Regions from separate parts of the Mus musculus genome. Here region 2 is linked to region 1. The links are chromatin contacts, called in public HiChIP or PLAC-seq maps. All regions are on one chromosome and are shown on one strand. Each heading gives the region's core, a stretch centred on a gene start, on an enhancer-like site or on the middle of the called end of the contact. The rest is flanking DNA. Distances are from core to core; before and after follow the strand shown. Region 1 has its middle 38 kb from the start of 1700017N19Rik. Region 2 has its middle 110 kb from the start of Gm35722.

Region 1 (5,767 bases), core at 1,547-4,046:
TGGGCATGCAAGTGGTGCAAATGCATAAGTACAGACTAAACAGTCATGCAAATAAGAGGAAATAAATAAATCTAAAACAGAAAGAAAGAAAGAAAGAAAGAAAGAAAGAAAGAAAGAAAGAAAGAAAGAAAGAAAGAAAGAAAGAAAGAAAGAAGAAAAGAGAAGAGAAGAGAAGAGAAGAGAAGAGAAGAGAAGAGAAGAGAAAAGAAAAGAAAAGAAAAGAAAAGAAAAGAAAAGAAAAGAAAAGAAAAGAAAAGAAAAGAAAAGAAAAGAAAAGAAAAAAGAAAAGAAAAGAGTCTGTAAACAGTAAACAATCCCAACAAACTCACTGGTTCATATCTCTCTCTCTCTCTCTCTCTCTCTCTCTCTCTCTCTCTCTCTCTCTAGGTATTTCTTAATTTCATTTCCAGTGCTATCCCAAAAGTCCCACACACACTCCCCCCCCCAGTCCCCTCCCCGCACCACTCCCACTTCTGGGCCCTGGCGTTCCCCAATACTGAGGCATATAAAGTTTGCAAGTCCAATGGGCCTCTCTTTCCACTGATGGCTGACTAGGCCAACTTCTGATACATATGCAGCTAGAGACACGAGCTCTGGGGTACTAGTTAGTTCATAATGTTGTTCCACCAATAGGGTTGCAGACCCCTTTAGCTCCTTGGGTACTTTCTCTAGCTCCTCCATTGGGGGCCCTGTGATCCATCCAATAGCTAACTGTGAGCATCCACTTGTATGTTTGCTAGGCCCCAGCATAGCCTCACAAGAGACAGCTCTATCAGGGTCCTTTCAGCAAAATCTTGCTAGTGTATGCAATGGTGTCAGCGTTTGGAGGCTGTCACCACTAATTTCTTAGCTCCAGCTAACTAGCACCAACTGTCCCAGTAGTCTCCTTCTCCCCTTAACTATAAAGCCAGAGACACATAGCCAAAGCTGCCTGAGTTCTACTGCTAGCAGGAGGTGGAACATAGCTCCCTTGTTCAATTACATTATCACTAGCTTCCTCTTTTCCAACTCTTTCACTGCCTAAGTTTGGCTGTCCTTGATTGTGCTTAGCTGTCCTTGATTTTGCTCTGTAGATTAACCTTGAACTCAGAGATCTACATTCCTGTCTCCTGAGATTAAAGGTGTGTACCGCCATGCCTGGATCCAAATTTAACTGGGTAGGATCTTGCCCCAAAGTTCCACTCCCTTAATTTGTTATCTCCTTAAACTCAGGATTCAGCTCCATTTCACTTCTTGGGGCCCCTTTAATACTCGAAATATATTTTTTATATTTTTCCTTTCTCAGTTTGTTTAAAATGCTCTTCATGAAACTTAACCAGAGAACAAAGTCTATGATGGGCATTTCTGTGACTTCCTTTGTCAATGCAATTAATCTGAGTCTCTTCACCTTAGCCTCAGACATACTCTTCAGACAAGAGCAAAAAGCAGCCACATTCTTCACCAAAATACCTCAAAAACTGTCTAGAGACACATATTGAAACTCTCTACTGAAACCTCTTATGCCAGGTCCACAAAATTCAAATCACTTTCCATAACAAAGTTCTACTTCATGTGAAGGCTGCTAGCAGAATACTCATCACATCCAGGCAGCTAGTATGAGGGTATTAAAGCCCGCCCCACCACACACAGTGACACACCTACTCCAAGAAGGCCACATCTCCTAATAGTGCCACTCCCTGGGCCAAGGATTGACAAGTCATCACAGTGTGATGTTATACAATTTGTGAATTTCATATACCTCCCAAACTTCCAAAGAGCAGGGACCATTTGGTTTTGACCAGCTATTCAATTTCTAGTCCACAGAATTTGGCTGTGTAATAGAAGCCTAATAACGTTTCACACGAATAAAAGAAAGGAAAAAAGTAAGAAGAATTAAGATTTTATTATGAGCTCATGTGCTCTGGTATTCCAGGCACTATTGGGAAAGAATTTGGAGGGAGAAAAGGGAGGAGCAAATGATATAATTTTCTTATAATCTCAAATTAAAAGGCAATAAAAGTGTATCTATAGCCTTCTCTATACCCCTGATGGTGTGGTATGTTGTTAATGTAACAAGGACATTTTGTGAGAATCATGTTTGTAAATACCATCATCAAAAAGGATTTCTTGAATTAATGTATTTATAGTCAACTGTTGAACAGAGGATGATCTTGAAATGGCACACGGTCTCTCAGTGCCTCTTTCTTACCCTTACACACTCCTTAATTGATTTATCATATAATAACTCAAAATCTCCACTGAACAGCATCCTTCATGCCCAAAATGGGTTGTCACCTCTCGTATATTTTATTTATGTTTTCAAATAACAAAATACAATCCCAGTTTTGCACAATCTTGTGCCCTTTTTGTTCTTGCTGTAAATATAGGTACTCCTCCTTTGACATTTCCATACGTTTATTAGCCCTGCTTCTGTTCTGGACTCTGACTCTGCCTCTCTCTCTCTCTCTCTCTCTCTCTCTCTCTCTCTCTCTCTCTCTCTCTCTCTCTCTCTCTCTCTCTCTGCCTGACCCAATTTCTTTTCTGATTTTGTTTCCTGCATCCTCCTCTATTCCCTGATGGAAAGAGATTCTCACCCCATCTCAAGCATTTATGACTTGCCGGTTTTAGTAAGGCCACAGGGCAACCATGTCATCTTCTTTTGGAAAAGGAACATATACCAAAGCTGTAGCCTAGCCCTGGAGAGGAATACCAAATTTGAACGGAGGCGACCTAGGCTGCTCTCTTCTCTAACATCACGCAATTCATTGCTGCTAGCGTGATTTCAGCCCAGGCATCAAGAGGAAAATATGCCTTGGGGTGTTCCCTGCTCTATCCTTCTTTATGCTTTTATTTTCAAATAGTATAGACGCCCCCAAGCTACATTATAGCTCCTCCAAATCCTTATGAAAACGAAATATCGTTTTTCTTCCTATAAAGTCTCTTCGATGAAAAGGTTATGCTTTGTTTACTTTCATTTCTGAAGGCTCCTACTGCTAGCATCAGCGAGGTAGAAATAAATGTGTCCAAACAAAATGTCTTATTGGGAAGGCGGGCTAGATTTACGATCCGTTTCTGTGACCGTGCTGCCCTCTAGCGATCACGAGGCGGTTATTTTCCTTCAATTTATGACAACTTAAATGAAAGTTGTGACTCCTCGAATGATGGGATTGACTTAGGAACAGCATTGCAATGAGAATATTCGTGTTGTTGTAAGCCATAGCTGCGCTCAAAGAAGCAAAGAGGGAGATTTTTTTTTTGGCACAAATAAGAATTCCATCAAATGTTTTGAAACAATAATCCTGGTCATCATGACTTTACTGGAAAAGAGTCTGAGGTTGAGCAGATAGTTATGGGCAAAGTTGTGGCATAGAGCATTGTGGAGGCCTCTCTGTAAGTTAGTGAGTCTGAAAGGGTCTTTTGTGGTTATGCCTGTCAGGAAACCCATAGGCTAGATCGATTTCTTCCTTTGGAGTCTCTCTCCTCTGTTGTTGTTGGAAGGAAGGAAGCAACTCTGTTTTGGTCACCAACTGTAGTTTTTGCCTTTCCCATTTCAATCTTATTTTCAAGCTCTATTTGAGGATTTGGTTCTGTTGTTACTAAAGTATGGCTGTTATAAGGTCTATATTCAGAAATAAATAATTACACTTTAAGTAGTAAATAACAGTGTGTGTTGATAACTTTGTAGGCTATGAATACATTTTTAAAAAATTTTTGTAAGATACATTCACTGATATTTTCAATTGCCATTCCCTTTGATCTCTTTCTCTGTCTCTCTGTCTCTGTCTCTGTCTCTGTCTCTGTCTCTGTCTCTGTCTCTGTCTCTCTCTCTCTCTCTCTCTCTCTCTCTCTTCCTTCCCTCATTGTCCTGTGTGTTTGTGTATGTATGTGTTCCTGTGCATATATGAATCAACTTCAAATATTTTTCCTCAGGAACTATTCACATTCTTGAGCCAGGGCCTCACCCTGGCTTGGAACCATGGTGTAGGCTAGGTTGACCAGTAAGCCCTAAGCATCCACTTGTCTCCAACCCACTAGAATTACAAATATGTACTACTGCATTGAGCTTTGTTATTGCTTTGCTTCTATAGGTTGATTTTTAGGTTTTTTTTTTTTTTAGAATTTCTTTGAGTTCAAATTCTACTCTCCCCTTTGTTCAAATTAACCTTGAAGTCTTTCTTCCTCAATAATTCTATGGGAAAGTCTGTGGACTATGCTGTTAAATGCATCAGAACTCAACCTTTTCTTAATGTGTCACACAATTGACCTCTTGACCTACACACCCAATCTCTGGTTTGTAGTGTTAAGCCTTCAGCTGGTTTCCCTGAGGCCACAGCTCCTCTCCCACTTAGAGTGCACGAGCCTCGGCAGTTCCTCAGAAATAAATGGACAATACACCATTCCTCCTCACAAACATTTCAAATGCCTTCCCTCCTCTCCCAGGGCAAGACTAACTTCTGGAGCTCACCACACAGTTCATGCCTACCTACCATACCCCCCTTCACTCAAAGACAATACCCCCAAAGGCCTTAACATTCCCAGGAGCATCTCTAAATTGTAAGGAGATTTTTTTAACTGCTCCCCCTTCGCCACTCCTAACCTCAGTTTTCTTAGAGCACTTATCTTAGGAAAGTTGTCATTGTAAATGCCCCTTTTAGATTTTAGCAATACCTCTGCACCTGATTTTCAATTCAGGGACAATCTACTAGATGTAATCTTCAAGGGAAACTACACCACACTTCTCTTACCTTCTAAGACAGGGAGAGACTTTCTTTTCTTTTCTTTTTTCTTCTTGTTCTGGCCCCTGCGCAACCCAGCTCCAAGATTTATTTATTATATATAAGTACCCTGTAGCTGACTTCAGACACACCAGAAGAGGGAATCAGATCTCATTATGGATGGTTGTGAGCCACCATGTGGTTACTGAGATCTGAATTCAGGACCTTCGGAAGAGCAGTCAGTGCTCTTAACCCCTGAGCCATCTCTCCAGCACCCCCCCCCCCCGCAGCCCCGAGCCTAACTTTCTCTTCTGCAGTTGTAACAGTGCCCAAGGTGGGGAGAATACAGCGGTTTCCATTTTATCACATGTTTTGTTTTTCAGTGAAGCCAATAGCAGGAGCAGATGGTTCAGCAATCCCTCATCCCAGCTCTTCACATCACCAGCCCTTTGGGGAGTTGAGCTTAGCCTCCGTGTCATGTTACATATAAAGCATTGTTTACTCCTCTATCTTTGTTCACAGAAGTTTTTCTTTGACAATGCAAGTGTGTTTGTTCCTTCAGTGCGTGTATCTGAAGTATCCTCCTTATTGTGCTGACCCTTGGTGTGCCCTAAGTATACAAGGAGGCGAGAAAGCATGGTCAGCCAGCCCGATTTCTTCACAAGGCTTTGTTCAAACTGACACTCTATGAGTAAGTTCCACATCTTACATCAAACAGCAAGCTGCCCCATCTCTCCTCTCCCCCACTTAATGTTCCATCCTTCTCCACTAAACGGACAATTTCTAACCATACTATGCCTTCTTTCTTTGATAAGTTGACTCAGACATGGTGTTTATCACCACAGAAATGTGACTAACACGGAAGTTGGTACCCAGTTGGCCTGGAATCCTTCTTCTAGGCCTGGAATTCATAGATTTTTGTCTTTGTATTGTGGTATCACAAATTCCTCCATATCCCTTTTTGTTTTTGTCATATCCTGTGGGTGCTCTAACTCTTTTTCTGTATCTTTAAATCCTGATAATCCATCTTCTACTTGACATATACCTCTGGAAAGCTCTTTCCCCGAGTTTTC
Region 2 (6,184 bases), core at 3,220-5,719, 220 kb before region 1:
ATATATTATGATTCCAGTTTTGTGGGTTTTAAGGGATTTCTGTATTTGCTAGTGTGAATTTTCTGGATCTATTTGTGTTTCTTATGCTTTTCCCTTGTTTTGTTTGCATGTTTGCATGCTTGTTTGTTTTTCTATTTATCTGCTTATTTTGCCTGTTTGGGTTTGTGCTTTTTCTTTGTTTCTGTTTGTTTGCATGTTTGCTTGTTTTTTCTATTTATCTGCTTGTTTTGCCTGTTTTGGATTTGTTCATTTCTATTTTGTCATTTTTATATGCCTGTTTCTTTTCTCTTTTGTAATAGAACATAGATTCTTCTCTCTTTTCTCCTACTATACATTACAACTAAAGCGTCCCCTTGCTCCTCTCCTTCTAGCTTCCCCCACCTACCCTCTCCACCCACTCCCACTCTGTGTTTCTTTAGAAAAGAGCCTCTAAGAGACAACAGCCAAGCATGATAAAAAGCAAGGCACAATTAGACAAGGGAAAAGCCATCATGTTGAGGCTGGGCAACATGCCCAATCAGAAGAAAAGAGTCCCAAGAGTAGGCAAAAGTGTCAGAGACACACACACTGCCACTGTTTGAGTTTCCACAAAGACACCAAGCTAACAGCCATACAAATACACACAGAGAACTGGGAGCAGACCCTGTTCTTGCTGCTTTATTGTCTCTGAGCATTTATGAGCACCACGTAGATGACTTAGGGGTCTATGCCTTCCTGGTGTCCTCCATTTACTCTGACTCTTACAATACAATATTTCCCCCCTCTCTTGCATGGGGTTCCCTGATCTACGATGGGAAGGCCCCAATGGAGACCTCCAATTAGACTCTCTGTCTCTGTCTCTGTCTCTGTCTCTGTCTCTGTCTCTGTGTCTGTGTCTGTGTCTGTGTCTGTTTCTCTCTCTCTCTCTCTCTCTCTCTCTCTCTCTCTCTCTCTCTCTCTCTTGCTCTCTCTCATATCTCTTTGGGTTTCCGTACCTGCTCCCATCTGTTTCCAGAAGAAGCCTCTCTAATGATGATTGGACAAGGCACCGCTCTACAAGTATAGCAGAATATCAGTAGTAATCATTTAATTGATATTAAATTAGAGAAAAACTAGAAAAAAAAGAGTGCGTTTGAGTGAATGTAAAGGATCTGGAAGGATTTGCGAAAGGGGAAACTATTATCAGAATATATTGTATGAAATTTTTTTCAATGAGTAATGTACGCATAAAAAGAAAAAAAATTAAATAAGAGAAATAATGAGCTGTTGAGCACCACTCTGCCTTGGGCTCTGCAAAGTGCACATGTGTGAAAACCATCACAAAACACCCCATATGCACATATATCATTTTATGGGTAAATTAGGTAAAGAATTCATTCTACCAACCTAATTAGCAACAATAAAGACTTCACTTGTTTTAAGTAAAACCAAGCGAAACAACAGCAGCAAAACAAACCTCACAGTGTGTGGGTTGCCTTCTCTAAACACTATCTAACATAATTGCTCGCTTAGCTCTCCCACTGTGAAAACCATTAGCTATAGGTTCGCTATGTACACTTACATAGTTTGTGCACTATACAAAAGTACTCAAGGGAGAGAATGAGAACCTTAATCCAAGGAGAATGCTATTCCCTAACCCTGCATCCCAGCATGAGGCTCTGTCCTCCAGGCACAAAACAGAGGAATCAAAACATACTTCTTTTATAGTCTGGAATGCCAGCATCTCCAAAACCACCTTAAAATGGGACTTGTGCCTAGAGGGAAGACTTGTTCTAATTTGTGCACTCAGGGGGAGTGCCTTCTAATTCCCATGTAGTTCTTATGTGGGTTAACTGCAGACATCCCTGCTTATAGCACCTCATAGGTAGTTATGTGTAGAACATTTGGGTGCAAATTATGAGCCAAGGACAATCATGAATTGATTGTTGAACTAAGAGACATCAGTAAGTGTCCTAGAGTTCACTACACAGATGACTTTCATCACTAATCAATTATCCATCCAAAACGGAACTGATAGTCTCTTCTGTGGAAAGTACTATACACAAAGGAGATTATATCAGATATAAAATACACTGAAGATTTAGATCACAATATTCCTCTCCCACTTTTTCAGGAGAAATGCTGACGCAGGGGTGTTAGATGGTGGAGAATAGAAGGAAGGTAAGAAAAAGCTGACAGGAACTAAGAATGTATGAAGAAGCAAAAAAAAAAAAAAACCTGCCGTTCTTTATAAATTAATTAAAATAGATTTTTACATATAAAATGAGCTTGAACAGAAGTATATTTTATAGGAGGAAAATGTTTCTCCTGGATGTCATGAGTTATTTTAAAAAATCATATTGCATACAATAGGTTACCTCCCTATGAATTATTGGCCAAAGATGCACCAGAATCCAAAAGGAGTATATATTTTTGCTATGTCTCTTGACTGCTAGCCATAAGTAAATGGTAAGACCCTATTGTGAAAGACCCACACATTTTGATTACTGGACACAGAGAAATTAATCTTGAACTACCTACAAAATTTCTTCCTTGTGTATACATTTTCTACTGCTGAAAGGTTCTCTGAAGGCTCCTAAATGACAAGAGACACAGATAAGACCCAGAACTGAACCCTGAAGGGGACAACATTGACCTGACAAGTAATAAGTGCCCCTAGATGAAGTGGAAATTTCTTGTCGTATCAGGTGATGCTGTCTCACATGATGTTTTTTTCTGAATCAAAGCCCTTGAGAAGGTACGTGAAGTAGAACTCAAAACACAGTGACTAGACACCTGCATGGCTAGCCTTACAATGATTTGTTGGTCTAGAGTCTTCACTACATTAAGAGAGGGATGACAGAGAACTTGTCATGATGCCCTGGTTGGTTCTGGTCACTCCTGCTGACTTGAGCTGATTTGCCAGAGGCCTAGCTGTTTCTGCTGGATTATGCCACTGCTACTGATTAGTGTTTGCTATCCTGACCCTAATGAACTGGACAGCTTGTATTATGACAGCAGAGATTGGAATCACCCTCAAAGAACTACTTCTAAACAGATCCACATCCCCTTATCCCTTTTACCATCTTTTCTCCCCTACCTTTGAACAGTGGGCTAGAAGCTGTGTCAAAGAATTTGATAACACATATTAAAGTAAGCTTGAAAAATCTAAGCCTCCACATAGGTATACTATTGGCAACAATAAGAGTAAGCAACTACTCTTTTGTTTGAATTGAAAGTCTGTTCCGCAGGAGAGAATTTATTTTTATATTGAAAATATGTTCAAAACCCAAGGCCAGGGAAGTCATAGACACTAGAGGAGCACTTACTGGTGTATTTTGCCTAACTGGTTATGTTGTTAAATGGTACTCTTTACATCCATTTACCTGTCCATGGATTTATACTCTTCTCAATCTTTATCAGGGAAGATTTTTGCAGAGAGTAGTGATTAAGTCAAATACTGGTAACTCTTCAAATATCTGAGAATAAATGAAGACTGAGGAAATGAGAAAGGGAGGGAGGGAGAGAGGGGAGGGAGAGAGAGAGAGAGAGAGAGAGAGAGAGACAGAGAATATGCTATCAACATATTTATGATACCTTTTTATTTGCTTGTGGTTTAGAGTTGGCCATCAATTTTCTAGGTACCATTTCAATGCACATTAATCACTAAGTGGTCTGTTCTCTGAGAAAATATCTACTTCAAAATACTATTGATTTTCCCTTTCTAATTCATCAGGGTAATACTCCCCTGTTGCTTTCTTCAAATGGAGACACATATCGCATTAATTTTTAGACATGTCAATCTTAGAATTTCATACACCTCCTGTGGCATAATGACTGACATTATCAGGAGCACAGTGCACTGCATACCAAAATCAAACTGCCCATTATCTATTCAGACAAATATGCTGCCCTGTTTGTAATGGATAAATTTTAAAGGAAGAAATTCTGTGTGATACATCAGACATAACATGGGGTGGGGATATTATTTGCTCAAGAGGGTACCATTCTCTCATTATCAATAATTCCCTAGAGGTTGAATAAAATGTGCTACCTATGTCTGGAGAGCTTCTGTAGAACATATTCTTCTAACACATGGAAATAATTTCACACAAATGTGCTTTTCTACCCAGCATCTCATTTCCTTCCATGCTATTATTAGAAGTGGCTGTTTACTTAGTTTCCTGTGCTGCTTTTTACACTCTTGACATATTTAAGATACACGTTTGCATTAAGCCAATGAACTCACCACCGTCTGTGCATTGTGAGAAAACCTTCAGTGTCGTCCTTTCTCTTCTCTAAATGTATCTTTTCTGCACAAAATCCAGTCATCTTTTTACTGGGTCATTCATTTTGTCAATATCTCTCCTGGTCTCATTCGGAACAAAACAAAACAAAAATAGTATTATTACCAGCCCTTGACACTTGCATTCTTCTTAGCAACCCTCTTATCTACCAACCACACACAGTGCATCCAGAGGACCATTGCTTCAGGTGGTCCTGCAACCCAACAGCTGTGTTTTTTTTTCCCCTTGACATCATGATGTTGACATATAAGGGAAATCCCACTGAATGAGATCTTCTTATCCTTTTGTTTTTCTCTGTGCCATTTGTCACAGTTGGATTGATATTATATTAGTTATTAGGAGTGGGGTTTGGGAGAAGGTTGTGTTTTTCCATTCATCTCTCTTTTTAAAGTTTGAATTTATTTTTTTGATACAATATCTCTCTGTGTAGCTCTGACTGGCCTGCATTTCACAAATAGACTGGTTTCAAATTTGCAATGAACCTTCTACTTCTTGCCCCCTAGTGCTGAGATTATAGACATGCACAGCTGGGCACCACACTATATTAAGTTATCATATGATTCCATCTGCTTGAAATAGGAACCTTAAAAGCACAGGCCTTACTAGCTCACTTCAGTGTCAGCATAGTATCTGCCATAGAAGCAGGAGCCCAGCAAAGATTTATGAAGTGAATGATGTAACATCATTTGAATACTATGATTTGAAAGGCATTGAAATGTCTTTATTTCCTCTGAAAATTCCCAGTTACAGTGTGCAAATTATTATATATTCCTGCCTTTTTTAAATGCATAAGAACTTCCACTGAGCAAAAGACAAATTATTCAATACCAGTAGCAGTATATAAGTATTTGCAAGAAAATGTTTTTTTTAAGTTCCTTTAAATGATTGCTACTATTAGGAACTAGATAACAATACTAGGGCAGACAATTCTAGAAACAATCTTTCCAGAAGTTAATAATTACCAACAATTAACATTATAATTGTGGATATAATTTTAGAAAAGTTCACTATTCTACAAGTTACCCTTGACTGTGGCCATTTCATTATATAGAAATAGAAACTGACATTTATTACATATGCTTTTTTGCGCAGGCACATCAACTAGAAAGAATATACAAAAACAGTAACTATCCTGTGCTACTTTTGTATATTTGAATACTATTTAATGCATTTCTAGTATATGTAATGTCGAGAACAATTTTACCATTAAAAAAAAATGGATCTCATGGCACATGCCTCCAATCTCAGAATTTGAGAGATACAATCACAAGACTCTAAGAATTTCATAAATTCATTGTTTCTAATAGTTGTGTAGTACTCCATTGTGTAAATGTACCACATTTTCTGTATCCATTCCTCTGTTGAGAGACATTTGGGTTCTTTCCAGCTTCTGGCTATCATAAATAAGGCTGCTATGAACACAGTGGAGGATGGATCCTAATTAAAAGTTGGAGCATCTTCTGGGTATATGCCCAGGAAAGGTATTGCTGGATCTTCCAGTAGAACTATGTCCAATTTTCTGAGGAACCGCCAAACTGATTTCCAGCGTGGTTGTACATGCTTGCAGTCCCATCAGCAATGAAGGAGTGTTCCGATTTCTCTACATCCTCGCCAGCATCTGCTGTCAACTGAATTTGTGATCTTAGCTATTCTGACTGGTGTGAGGTGGAATCTCAGGACTGTTTTGATTTGCATTTTCCTGATGTTTAAGGATGTTGAACATTTTTTTTTAGGTGCTTCTGAGCCATTCGGTATTCCTCAGTTGAGAATTCTTTGTTTGCCTCTGTACCCCATTTTTAATAGGGTTTTTTGGTTATCTTGAGTCCAACTTCTGAGTTCCTCATATATATTGGATATTAGCCCTCTATCAGATATAGGATTGGTAAAGATCTTTTCCCAATCTGTTGGTTGCCAGTGTC

The links. HiChIP or PLAC-seq counts read pairs in DNA pulled down with a chosen protein or histone mark.
Region 2: a contact with region 1 is called in a RAD21 HiChIP or PLAC-seq map of pro-B cells, with 3 times the contacts expected there. The contact joins two enhancer-like sites. A contact is called at or near these places in 1 of 15 datasets of contacts at CTCF or cohesin (pro-B cells) and 1 of 115 datasets of contacts at active chromatin or transcription factors (large pre-B cells).

Annotation. Positions count from the first base shown.
Region 1 is chr10:100,627,225-100,632,991 of GRCm38.p6, reverse strand. No RefSeq gene overlaps it. Among named protein-coding and RNA genes, the nearest start is that of 1700017N19Rik, 38 kb to the right of the region's middle. Within about 2 kb of position 2,796, at least 34 of the 459 cell types and tissues checked have an H3K27ac peak or open chromatin away from gene starts, as enhancers often do. A contact at or near this core is called in pro-B cells, where this site is marked.
Region 2 is chr10:100,852,031-100,858,214 of GRCm38.p6, reverse strand. No RefSeq gene overlaps it. Among named protein-coding and RNA genes, the nearest start is that of Gm35722, 110 kb to the right of the region's middle. Within about 2 kb of position 4,469, at least 2 of the 459 cell types and tissues checked have an H3K27ac peak or open chromatin away from gene starts, as enhancers often do. A contact at or near this core is called in pro-B cells, where this site is marked.